2 separate regions of the Sus scrofa genome follow, and region 1 is linked to region 2. The links are chromatin contacts, called in public HiChIP or PLAC-seq maps. All regions are on one chromosome and are shown on one strand. The core of a region is the stretch at or near the end of the contact, and the rest is flanking DNA. Distances in the headings are between cores, read along the strand shown. Region 1 holds the start of RHEB (Ras homolog enriched in brain). Region 2 holds the start of GALNT11 (polypeptide N-acetylgalactosaminyltransferase 11).

Evidence for each region. HiChIP or PLAC-seq counts read pairs in DNA pulled down with a chosen protein or histone mark.
Region 1: a contact with region 2 is called in an H3K27ac HiChIP or PLAC-seq map of alveolar macrophages. The contact joins the promoter of RHEB here to the promoter of GALNT11 in region 2. A contact is called at or near these places in 1 of 47 Hi-C or Micro-C datasets (heart right ventricle) and 1 of 2 datasets of contacts at active chromatin or transcription factors (alveolar macrophages).

What each region holds. Positions count from the first base shown.
Region 1 is chr18:5,774,487-5,781,001 of Sscrofa11.1, reverse strand. It overlaps RHEB (Ras homolog enriched in brain), which reads right to left and starts at 1,563. Exons shown (of 8, transcript NM_001287846.1): 1 at 1,512-1,563. The coding sequence starts at 1,563. LOC102162623 (a long non-coding RNA gene) reads left to right here and starts at 1,882. Exons shown (of 3, transcript XR_002340246.1): 1 at 1,882-2,939; 2 at 4,436-4,510.
Region 2 is chr18:5,343,378-5,350,016 of Sscrofa11.1, reverse strand. It overlaps GALNT11 (polypeptide N-acetylgalactosaminyltransferase 11), which reads left to right and starts at 1,904. Exons shown (of 12, transcript XM_005654262.3): 1 at 1,904-2,144.

The DNA of each region.
Region 1 (6,515 bases), core at 314-2,813, 430 kb before region 2:
AACTCACTCAAGAGCCAGGATATGTCACGGTCCCCCCTCTCTTCACAAGCCAGGGGAGGAACTAAAGACCACGGACAAGCCAGGGCTAGGTGATTTAAGCTGCCAACAGAGGTTGGATGCCAGGTTCCACATGGGCACTTGGGGCTGTGTAGACTTTGAAAGCCTCAATTTGATACACGGTACTTCCCAGCTGCAGCTGTTACGGCTGCCACCTACTCTTCTCCACACATCTGGCACTGCACCGTACCAGAGTTACCCCTATGACTCTGGGCGCCCCTTCTCACTACACAAGCACCTCTCAGCCCCTGATTCCCCCCACCCCCACCCCTTTGACCGGAGAGGGATGATAAAAGGATGAGTAAGCACGCTGTAGCTGATGTTGGTCAAAGAGCATAGACCCTGGCACCGGCCGTGGAAAATGGGGGTGAAGAAGCAGAACAGAAAGCGAGGTCGGGGAGTTGGCGGTGAAAAGCGTTCCTAGGGCAGTTACCGTTACCTCCTTCTGCAATCACCACAGACTCCAAACACCCGCTTTCACCCGGCAGCCGCCCCCCCACCCCGCGGTCAAGTGCACATTTCCCTTAAACAGTTCTTAAAAACAACACGAAAAGATAATCGTAATTTCTCCAGGCTTCCGGTTGTCAAAGACAATAAAGCCTCACCCTAAAGCATGGTTAGGTCAACGGCTGTTTTCTCGTTTTCTGGCACCCGGTCTACCCCCATCCCACCCCAGACCACCTCCGTTAGGCTAAAAAGCTACTGTCAGGAACAGTTACAGATATATGTCAATCTTGTTCAGTGGCGGCGGCGGCGGGGTGGGGGGGTAACTTTTGAATCACTTCACCAGCCTGGTTACAAGTACCTGACCTTATTTTTTCCCGTAGAAAAATAGGACACCGAGAAAGCAGAAATTTCTCTTTCCCTGCTTTTCTACTTCGGCCGCTGGCAGCATCCAGGAGGCTTCCGAAGAGGGCTCTTGGGTTTCTTTCGTAGGAAACTTGCCCTCTGTAGCCAAACGTCCTCTAGGTCCCCAGTTTCCTTTAAAACGTTGAACTTCACGCATAGGAAAAAAACCCCAAGGCACAGTTTCCTTTGTTAAAACCCCACGGACTTGAATTTGGGGGGTGCAAAGGCCAGCAACGATCACGACAGCTCGCCGCGGCGAGGTGAAGAGGGACAGGTGCGACTTCTGCCTTTGGGGGGCCTCGCGGCAGTTTGGCAGAGCGGTAGACCCCGCACCGCGTGCCCGGCGCGGGACCGCCGGAACTCCCCGTCCGCCCGAGGCCTCCCAGACACGTCCTCCCCGCTCCCGGGCCGCCCGCCGCCCCACGGGCCCGGCCTCGCCGCCGCCTCCGCTCAAAATGGAGGTGGCGGCGGCGGACCGCTGGTTACGAAACGCGCGGCCGCCACATGGCCGCGCCGGCCCCAAACTTGGCCCGGCCCGCCGCGTCCCGGCCCCCAGGCGAGGCCGGGCCCTGGCTCGAGGAGGCCGCGCGGCGCCCGCCACTCACCCACAGACCGGTAGCCCAGGATCGCGATCTTCCGGGACTTGGACTGCGGCATCTTGGCGGCCTCACAAGCCCCGGGCCAACCACATCAACCGCGGCGGCGGCGGCGGCTCCTGTGCTGCGATCGGCGGCTGCCGCGCCGGGGCAGAGCGGCATCCAGGGGCGGGGCGGGCGGGCGCGGCTGCCTTGGCTCCTGGCTCGCGCGCTCAACCGCCCGGAACCGCCGCGCGGCCCCGCCCCCAAACACGCCCACGTGACCGCGCGCGGCCGCCGGGGCCGCCCCCCTGCAGCGGCTCGCGTCAGCGTCGCCCTTCCGCCGCTGCGGCCGCCCCCGTCCCCGAGACGCACAGGGGTGCGCCGGGCAGGCGTTTTACTTTAAAGGGAAAAACAGGAGACGCCGAAATGCCCCTAGAAAAGTCACGACTGAAACTCGCTGCGTCATGACCCTCCCACCGGCTTCCGCCGCTTTTTAATTACGCCAGTTTTCCCCGAGCGCTGATTGGACAGTTCCCACCCGCCCGCGCGATGACGCGGCGGAAACTCCTTCTCCCATTGGGGGCGGTGAAGAGGCGGAGCCAGAGGCGGGGCTGCTTGCCCGGGAGCTAAAAATAAATTCCGACGCTCAGCCCGCGTTTGGGCGTTAGTGAGCTTTGCAGGCTTCGAACGTCTGGAGGCGGGTGGGAGGGGCGGAGGGACGCCAGCTTCCTAGTGATTGGTTAGATCGGGGGAAGGGGCGGGGAAAGATTGAGAGGTGAGGTGATTGGTAGAACGCTGAGCGGTTGATGGACTCGCGCTCGCAGAGCCCTTAAAAGGCGCGAGGCGCAGGTCGCTTGGCGGTTGCTCGCTGCGGTTGTTACCTTGCGTGAAGTTTTTTTCTTTTTAGCCCTTTGCTATATTGGTGTCAGTCTAAGTTTGAGGGTGTAGGTTGTGACTTAGTATCATCTATGGATGAAGGCCTGTGGGAAGACTGGAACGCAGTAATTCAAAATACGCATTTTTAAAAAAAAGTGTGCGCCACCTCAGTTGTCTCAACCCTGGGATAAGCAGATCCGACACACCTGACGGGGAAAAATAGCGCAAGTCAACACATCTTTAACTCTCCACACCTTCGTGGCTAATTCAGTAGTCGAGCTCAAACACCTGCCCTTAGCTGGGAACTCTCTAGAAACGTCCTTCCAGAGGGGATTTAAGACGGCTGAGTTCACAGGCTGGTCTCTCTGGTAAAGGGAGACTGGTGTATTTTCCACAAATGGTTTACTGGCAACCCCTTTCTTCAGTTGTGTTGGCGAAGGGCCCTTGACGTGGCACCAATGTTGGGGTGCAGGAAGGGACGGCAGCCTGGGAGGCGTGGGTCATGCAGAAAGAAGGTGAGCCAGACCTGAGAAACGAGGATGCCGTGGGCGCTTTCCAGACGCGGAGACCAGTGTCATGGTAGGTGTCCTTGCCCTTGGTGGTTGTGGAAGGAGCAGAGACCCTCCACTCCTACCAGTGTCCCTTGCTGTCCTCGGGCTGTTGACAGTGTTGAGCTGCGTGGCTGAGTAGGATCACGGCTCTCTGGTCACGGCCTTTCCCAGCAAGCACGGAATCGGGGCCCTCCCCCCGCCTGCGGAGCTCCGAGCGGCAGGACCAGATTCCTTGGTAGGAAGATTTAGAGGTGACAGCCCCATAAATACACCTTGTTGCCTCGTCGAGTTAGGACACTAACCGACATTAAGGCAGAATCCTTCCACCATCCACTTGCGGCACTCATGGGGGAGGAGGAGCGCACGTTCACGTCTGCAGATTGAAGCCCCAGGCCACCCGCGGGGAGTGAGACATCTCTTTGAAGTTGTATTTTATTCTAATGGGTTTTTGCATTCCACTCTATAATTAGTTGAAATATTTAAAAAAGACTCAAGTCTTAAAATGGAATTTTATCCTGTGGATTTGAATACCCCTCCTGCAGTATTTTGAACTGATGGTCCTAGATTCCCTGGTGGGTTGTGAAATTAGCTTAATGGGTGTTACTATTTTCTATTCTATTTAAAAAAATGTATGTTGCGTAATAAGGGTGAGTATTGTTTCTTGGCACTTTTGCTGTGTGTATATATTTATAGACATGCTTTATATGTGTTGTGTACTGAGTTCCACTATAAAATGTATTTTTTGTGGATTACCTCAAAAAGCTGGAAAGCACTGCCCTAGCCTTAGGGGGTTTAGGAGTCCAGACCGAGAAGGGCAGTTGAAATGGACACATTCATTCAAGAAATGTCCCAGTTGTGTTAAAGCCCTTTAAGGCCAGACCCAGGAGTTTTGAAGATTCTTTTATTTCAGAATTTCTTAAGAAACGACTCAGATTACCTAAAATACTTCAGATTGATGTATGAATTCACATAGAAATAACTAACTGCAGCCAGACCATATAGGATGTGGACTTGCTTCTGAATTCAAAGTACGCTGGACCTCAGGAGTTCCCCGGTGGCTCAGAGGGTTGAGGACCTGGCATTGCCACGGCTGTGGCATGGTTCTACTCCTGGCCCTGGAACTTCCACGTGCCGTGAGCATGACGAAAAAAAAAGTACAGTTGACGTTTGAATAGCACTAGTTTGAACTGCCCGGTCCATTTATACCCGGGTTTTTTTTTCGATAGTAAATTCTTTAGTACTACATGATCCACGGTTGGTTGAATACGTGAATGCCAGGTCATGGAAACTGAGGAATCACAGATCCACAGGGCAATAAAGTGGAGGATCGGTGCCCCAACCCCTGCATTGTTCAAGGATCAATTGTCATTCTACGGATTGAGAACACGTGTTATCCTTCAAAGCAGCAGGAATTGGTGCCACTGATCAGTTTCTCCTGTGCAGGTTCTGCCTCTTCACGACCGCCCTGTGTGCCTTCCCTTGCCCTGGGAACTCAGAATTCTATTTCTTCTCTTTGAATTCCAGAGAGAAGACCTGATGGGTTCAGCGAATTACCATCTCGTGAGTGAGGAGCTCATGCTGAAGCCGTAGACTGGGCAGGTAAGCCTCTGCTGGCCCTGACCTCCTGCTGGCTGGTCATGGCAGTTACTGGCGGTTGTTTGAAGCCTGAATTGTTGGCTCTTGGGAATTGTATTGTGGGAGGCCGTTTCTAAGTCCAGTGACATCTGATTTCTAGTTGGAATGAATTCCTAGAGGTAATATACAAAACTTCTAAAAAGTCTGTTTAGTTAGACGAAGAGTGAAAACCACTACCGTGCTTGTTTTTTGCTAAAAAGACATTTGTGAAATTATTTTACCTTTGTTATACATGAAAGGGTGCCCCTGAATGAAAGGAGGCATGAAGGCATTTTGTTGTTTTGTTGTTCATTTTAAATACTTGATAAAGGAAAACTAGAAAAGAACTAGACTCGGAGTTCCCATCATGGCTCAGCGGAAACAAATCTGACTAGCATCCATGAGGACACAGGTTCGATCCCTGGCCTCTCTCAGTGGGTTAAGGATCCGGCGTTGCCGTGAGCTGTGGTGTGGGTCGCAAATGTGGCTCAGATCCCACGTTGCTGGGGCTGTGGTGTAGGCCGGCGACTGCAGCTCCGGTTCAACCCCTAGCCTGGAAACCTCCATATGCCGTGGGTGCGGCCTTAAAAAGACAAACCAAAAAACAAAAAAAAACACAAACCCCAAAATAAACTAGACTCATCTTAATCTTGACATAAGCCACATCAGACTGATCTCTTGTGCCTCCCAATGGGTATTGTCAAAAAATCAAACAATGCAACTTTGGGGAAGCCGCCCGAGGTCACTGACTACCAAGGTCTTGTGAATGAGAGCAGGGTGTGCTCCGCAGGGCCTTGGTGGGCTCTTCTCAGCATCCTGCCATGAGGCCACTCTGGGGAAGGCCTGTCTTTCACTCTGGGATGAAAGAAGGTCCTCTCCTGAGGCCAGGGCGCAGTCTGGCCCAAAGCCTGAGGCGTGGCGATGTTTCGTGGCGATTGCTCCTGGAAGTGGGAAGTGGAGAGAGCCGGCCCTGAGTCCACGGAGTGGGCCACGCCTGAGGGAAGAGGTTGGCTTGGCAAGGAGCTGTGGGGACAGGTCTAGGCCTCTGCAGGCGCGGTAGATATTTTCAGTGTCTGGGCTTGAATTGTTAACGACCTGGGTCCTCGGACTCTTTAATCAGTAGACACTGATAAGAGGCTGGATGAGAAATGCAGGCAAGGCTTTACTGGGACTCGTGGAGGGAGAGGAAGTCACAGATGCCCTTGCTGGCTCTCCAAGAGGGAGTGAATTGGTTCCTTTTGTGGGCGAAGGTGGGAGGGTCGGTGGGTTGGCCTGGAGGGACTCGATTGTCCCGGCCACCTCCTTGGAGGTGCTGTGTGCAGGGATTGTGCGCATCGTCCTGACACGTAGCGGTTGGGGTTGGCCTTTTTGTGTCTGGGTGTTGATGATTTGCCCCACTTGTTCCCTGTGCAGGTAATTCCGGTCCCTTAAGAGTTTGTCTTGTCCAAGGAGACCTTGGTCTGGGTGCAAGCACTGCAGTCAAGGGTCCCAGCCTGTCTCAGATGTGTCCTCCACAAGAGGATCAAGTCCTGACCCTCTCAGAATATCATCTTACTTGGAAATACAGCTGTTGCTGCTAGAACCTGTTAAGACGAGGCCTTACGGGAGAGTAGGCTGGGCCCTGATCGATAATGACGGGTTTCCTTAGAACACACACAAACACACACACACACACACACACACACACACACACACACGATCATATAAGGACAGAGGTGGAGATTGGAGTGCTGCTTCCACAAGCCAAGGAACACTAGGGCCACCAGAAGCTGGGAGGGGCAGAGGAGGACCCTGCCCTGGAGACTTCAGGGGGAGTGTGCCCTGCTTCCCTTTGGAGGGAGGATTTTGGACTTGTGGCCACCAGAACTGTGAGAAATTTACGTTTTTGTTTTTTTTTTTTGAGTTACTCAGTGTGTGTTAACAGCAGCCTTAGAAAAGGAACCATCAGCTGTCCTCAAATTGTCAGTAAAGTGTCATTTAAAGTTTGAAT
Region 2 (6,639 bases), core at 655-3,154:
GGTTAAGGGTGGAATCACAGCTACGGCTGCCAGCCTACACTACAGCCACAGCAATGACCGGTTCAAGCTGGATCTGTGACCTGCACCACAGCTCCCACAAGGCCAGATCCTTCACCAACTGAGTGAGCCAGGGATGAAACCCACACACTCATGGCCCCTAGCCGGATTCGCTTCCACTGCGCCACCGGGGGAACTCCTGCTTAACCCTTTTGAGTTCGGCTTTCCCTACCATTACTGAGATACCTCTTTTTCTTATTTCAGGTGCCGTTTTCTCAGTCCTCAGCTTTTCACCTTAGTATCATCTGCCACACTTAATTCACTCCCTTGTGGAACTTCTTCTCCTCTCGGGTTCTTTTTCTTTTCTTAACCACAGAGGTGCACTTCTCACCCTTCTTTCTCTGCTCCCTTTATTTTTAGAGCATCTCAGCTCCTGTCATAACTTTGAACTGCCTTCTTGGGTTAAACGCTGCATTTCTGTTGAGCTCTAATCTCAGATTTCTCCTAATTCCACCAACACTCTTTGTCCAAAATAGAACTGATAATCTTACATACTCTGTGCTGTTGACCCTTGAACAACAGCAGCTTGAATTGCACAAGTCCTCTTACAGGCCTGTTTTTACAATAAACCTGCACTACAGTACTAAAAATCAACGGTTCAGGAGAATGTGGGGCAATGACCGGTCCCTTGCACTGACTGTACTCTAAGACACTGAGTGTTTTGTTTTGGTTTTGCTTTTTAGGGCCATGTTCACAGTATTTGGAGGTTCCCAGGCCAGGGGTCTTATCAGAGCTACAGCTGCCGGCCTACAGCCACAGCCACAGCCGCAAGAGACCAGAGCTGCGACTTTGACCTATACCACAGCTCACAGCAATGCCAGATCCTTAACCCACTGAGCAAGGCCAAAGATCAACCCAGCAACTTCATGGTTCCTGGTCGGATTTGTTTTCACTGTGCCACGAGGGGAACTCCTGGTTTTTAAACTTGGTGTATAAATCACCTGGAGATTAGCATAAAATCCATAATGAGGTCTGGCACAGGAGCTTGTAGGATGAAAAAAAAAAAAAAAAAAAAAGAACCCAAATGTTGAGAATTATGTTTTATTTGGTGGACAAAACTGAGGACATAACCCTGGGACACAGCCTCTCAGATGACTCTGAATGAAGGCAGGCACCAGAGAGGTTAGGGAGGAGGCAGGAAATACAGGAGTTTTTGCTACAAAGGCCAGCTAGTCAGAGCTTCAGAGCTTCAAAAGACTCTTAATTAAAGAAAATCAGTATCTCAGGGAATTTAGCCCTTTTCTATGTATGGGGAGAGGCCAGAGTTCCATCATTCCTTTAAAACACACCCTAGCCATCAGAGCCAGGATCGTGTTCTCTGCCACCCTGAGAGCATCCTTGGGGGGTGGCTGCAGCAGCTGACAGCTTGGCAGCAGGCAGCCTCTTTCGGAGTTCCCTCAGGGCTGACGGTGGGGGCGGCTGTAACGTGATGGATGGCGTGATGGCTGCAACATCCTTTGTGAACGGATACAGGTAGGCAACAGTTTGCATTCACAGGCTGAAGAGTCAGCATTTCTCACAAACCCCCAGGTGGCCTGAGGAGGATTCCTGTGGCTGCAACTCGGCAGGAAAAAGGTCCTTTCCCCCCAGCAGCCCCACCTGAGGTTTTAACACAGCTGCTCTGAATTCCCAGCCTTGACATGTTTAATCTGCATCTCTCTTTTCCTAAGTCCCACACCTTTAAAATGTTCAGGGCATTCGTCTCTAATGAGGCCATTTTCAGACGACTTAGAAACGCCAAGGACACCGCCACCCACCCCGGAGCCCAGGGACACGCCGAGAACCCCCAGAACGTTCTGGACGGCGCCGGCCAAGGAGCTCCAGCTGCGCAGGGAGACGTCACGCGCGGGCGGGGGCGGGGCCGCCCGTCACGTGGCCCCGCGGGCGCGCGCTCGGCGGCGGCTGCGGCTGAGGCGCGGGCACTGGGCGGGCCCACGGGCGCCAGGGCGCCCGGTGCTGCGTGTCCCCGCGGCAGCTCCGCCCGCTGCGGCTCTGCGGCTCTGCGGCTCGGACCCGGGCTGTGGCGGGAGGGAAGATGCCACAGCCCGAGTCCTGGAAGGCCGGGGTCCTGCGCTGCCGGCGTCGGGGTGAGTAGCGCGGCGGCGGCGGCGGCGGCGGCGGCGTCTGAGCCCGCGCGGCCTCCGTCGGCCCCTCAGCGCCGCGGGCTGGCGGCCCCGCGCGCCGCCCCTGCCCCAGGGCCCCGAGCGCCCGAGGCTTTCCCGCGGGCCTGTCGCGCTCGGCCCGAGGCCGCGGACGGGGCGGGACGCGGCCCGGGAGGCCGGGGGTGGGCCGGGGCGGCGCGGGGCTGGGGGGCCGGGGCCCGCGGCGTTTTCCGAAATGCAGCCCAGGCCGAGCGGCCCGGTCGTGGAAAGGAATGCGCGCCCCAGAAATGACTGTGGACATTTTCCAACGTGTGAAAACTGGAGCAAATTGAATAACGCGCTCCCTGGCGCTCAGCCCTCTGTTTCCACAGTGTTCAGGCGGTGTTCACATTTCCTTGGAAGAGTGTTTTTAAAGTCATTTTTTTTTTTAGTGGTTGCTTTGTGTCCCTCAGGATTGGACCAGGTCCTCGCGTGGAATTTGGTTGACCAGCATCTTAAGTTTCCCTTTTCTTTTTCTTTGCAATGTTCTTAGTGAAGAAATCGGGTTATTTACAATTTCCCACGCTCATGAATTAGGTGCCTTTTGGGCAAATACTAAAAAAAAACAACAAAAAAACAAATCCCCACCCTCCAATTCTGGTAGATTTCACCCTTTGAGGCGTATCAATATGCTTATGATGGCAGAGCTTTCTTTTTGTCATGGAAGATTTGGTCAGCATTCCTTTTTACTTTGGGTAAGAAAAGCAGGTTGGCTGGTTTTGCGAATTCAAGATGAGATTGTAACTTTGAAAATGCTCCTTATACTGCAGTGCACCAAAAATACATTGTGGTGCTAACTACTCTCATCCCGCAAATCACAGTTTTAGACCAGACTTTTTTTTTTTTTTAATTGAAATATAGTTGATTTATAATGTGTTCATTTCTGCTGCACAACACAGTGATTCAGATATCTATGTATAGGTGTGTTTGTGTGTAAATATATATAGACTCTTTAAGAATGTATTCTTTTCCATTATGGTTTATCACAGAATATTGAGTATAGTTCCCTGTGCTAATACAGGACCTTGTGGTTTATCCATCTTATATGTAATAGTTTGCATCTGCTAATCCCAAACTCTCACACCATTTCTCTCCCACCGTCCCCCCAAGCACAGTCTGTTCTCAATGTTTATGAATCTGTTTCTCTTTTGAAAAAGTTGATTTTGCCATGTTTTAGAGTCCACATGTAAGTGATAGCATATGGTATTTGTCTTTCTGATTTACCTCATTTACTAGTAAGACTTTTTTTAGCCTTCATTCAATTCTGACCTCTTAACCTAGGTGTGTATCATATGTTGAGGTCTCCTCTGCCTGCGGAAAAATCGAAAATAGAAAATCTCTCTCTCTCTCCTCAATATTTAACAGTTGAGCTTTGCAAGATAGATGTCATGAAAGAGCAGTTCACGTTTCTTTTGACAGTTTCAGTGCTATTGCTTGCAATTTGGTTTCTGTCTTCACTTCTTTAAAACACTCATTACTGTGGTAAAATAGATGCAACATGAAGTTTATTGTTTTAACCTTTTTTTTGGGGGGGGTGGTCTTTTTAGGACTGCACCCTCAGCATATGGAAGTTCCCAGACTAGGGGTCAAATCAGAACTGCAGCTGCCGGCCTAAGTCACAGTCACAGCAATGCGGGGTCCAAGCTTGGTCTGCAACCTGCACCCGAGCTTATGGCAGCGCTGGATCCTTAACCCACTGAACGAGGCCCGGGTATGGAACACGTGTTCTCATAGATACTAGTCAGGTTCTTTACTGCTGGGCTACAACAGGAACGCCCTAGCCGTTTTTAAGTGTGCAATTCGGAGGTGTTAAGTACATTCACGATATTGTGTCACTCACCATCATGACTGTTTCCAAAAGTTTTTCATTACCCAAAACAGAAACTCTGTAACTACGAAGCAGTAACCCCATTTCCCCTCCCTCTAGCCGCTTTGTCTCTCAGCTTGCTTACTCTAAATGCTGCACAGAATTGGAATTATACAATATTTGCCCTTTTGTCTTAAGGTTATTCACCTGGTGTTTTCAAGGTTCATCCATGCTGTTGCCTATCTCAGACTTCATTCCATTGTATGCTTGGATGATAGTCTGTCGAGTGGCTATATCACAATTATCCTTTCATCTTTCATGGACACTAGAATGTTTTCCTTTTTTTTGACTACTGTGCATAATACTGCGATGAACATGTGTTTACATCTGTTGGGTGTGAATCTCTGTTTTTGGTTCTTTGGGATGTACGCCTAGGAGTTGCCGGGTTATATGATAAATCTGTGATTTTCTGAGGAACTAACAAACTTCACATTTTAAAAACTGCTTTCTTGGAGTTCCCATTGTGGCTCAGTGGGTTAAGGACCCAATGTAGTCTCTGAGAATTCGAGTTCGATCCCTGACCTCACTCTGTTGGTTAAGGATCTGACGTTTGCAGAACAAGTTGATTCTCATCCTCAGTCTGTCCTTAAAATTAATCACCTTCTACTAGCCTTAACCAGCCAATGTGTATTAATTATAGCCAGTCATTTTACTTGCTATTCTTTTTGGAAAACAAATACATGTTGCTGTTCTCCAAACTTGAGCTTTCTGTTTGAACTATTTTGGGATTTGGCCATTGAAATCAATTTTTAAAGTCAGTCTTAGATCTTAACTTCTATAAAATTTCCTTCAAGTTTTTCATACAAAAAAAATTTGTCTTTCATATTTGTTTCTATATACCGTAGTTTATATATATCTTTATTTTTATTTATTTCCTTTTTTCTTTTTACAGCCACATCTGCAGCATATGGATGCTCCTGGGCTAGGGGTCAAATTGGAGTTGCAGCCGAAGCTTAAGCCACAGCTGTGGCAACACTGGATCTAAGCCACATCTTCGACCTTCACCTGGATCCTTAACCTACTGAGTGAGGCCAGGGCTTGAACCTGCATCCTCACAGAGACAATGTTAGGGTCTTAACCTGCTGAGCCACAATGGGAACTCCTATATCTTTATTTTTAGAATTTGCTTTAGAATGTGCCTGACTTTTCCACCTGATTTATTATTTCTTTAGGATTTTTATTCTTAGAGAAAGTGGGATTAGTGACAAAAGGGTATAAAGATTTTTAAGGCTCTGAGCCGTTGTCAAAACTGCCTTTTTTTTTTTTTTTGGTCTTTTTTGGGCCACACCTGCAGCATATGTAAGTTCTCAGGCTAGGGTTGAATCAGAGATGCAGCTGCTGGCCTACACCACAGCCACAGCAACGTGGGATCCGAGCCATGTCTGCAACCTATGCTACAGCTTGTGGCAACGCCGGATCCTTAACCCACTGAGCGAGGCCAGGGATCGAACCCTCAACTTCATGGTTCCTAGTCGGATTCATTAACCACTGAACTCCCTAGCAACCTTAATTCTATATGCCGCCTTATTCTGAGGATTAGTATGTGGATATTTCTGGAGGACCATTATTCTGCCTACCACATAGCAATATCAGTCATTCTTTTTTTTTTTTTTTTGCCTTTTCTAGGGCCACTCCTGTGGCATATGGAGGTTCCCAGGCTAGGGGTTGAATCGGAGCTACAGCTGGCGGCCTACACCACAGCCACAGCAATGTGGGATCCTAGCCACGTCTGTAACTTACACGGCAACGCCAGATCCTTAACCCACTGAGCAAGGCCAGGGATCGAACCTGTAACCTTATGGTTCCTAGTCAGATTCGCTAACCACTGAGCCGTGACGGGAACTGTTCTGTCACACTTCTTTAAACATTTTTTGGTGTTTACCCTAGAGTTTACAATACACATTTTAAACTAGCCTGAATCTACCTTAAAGTAACACCATATTGCTTGATGTGTTGTATAGGTGCCTTATGAATAGAGTAGTCCCGATTTCTCCCTCCCATCCCAGTTAAGAATAAGAAAAATAAAGGATTTTATTTTCACTTTATTTTTTCATTCTCCGATGCTCTTCTTTTTATGTAGATGTAGATTCAAGTTTCTGACCTGTGTAATTTTCCTTTTGCTTGAAGAATTTAACATTTCTTGCAAGACAGGTTTCTTGGTGATGAATTCCTCAGGTATTTTTGCCCGAGAAAGCCTTTATTTCTGCTTTGCTTCTGAATTGTCTTATCAGTGAATATAGGAGTCTAAGGTAGTACTGGGGTTTCTTCTGTGCTTGAAATATCTCACTCTGCTCTCTTCTTGATTGCACGATTTTCAGTGAGGGTCCACTGTAATTCTTACTCTTCCTCTTTTTTCCGCCTCCCTGTAGCTTCTTTCAGGATTTGTCTTTTGATTTTCTGGATATGGCCTACCTTGGTGAGGGTTTTTTTCTGAGGGTATTTAATCCATTTGGTATTCTCTCAGCTTCCTGGGGTCTGTCTTAATTTTGGAAAGTTCTTGGCCATTATTTGAAGTACTTCTTCTGCTTCCTTTTCTCCTTCTGATATTTTAGTAATGTGTATGTGTTTCTGAAC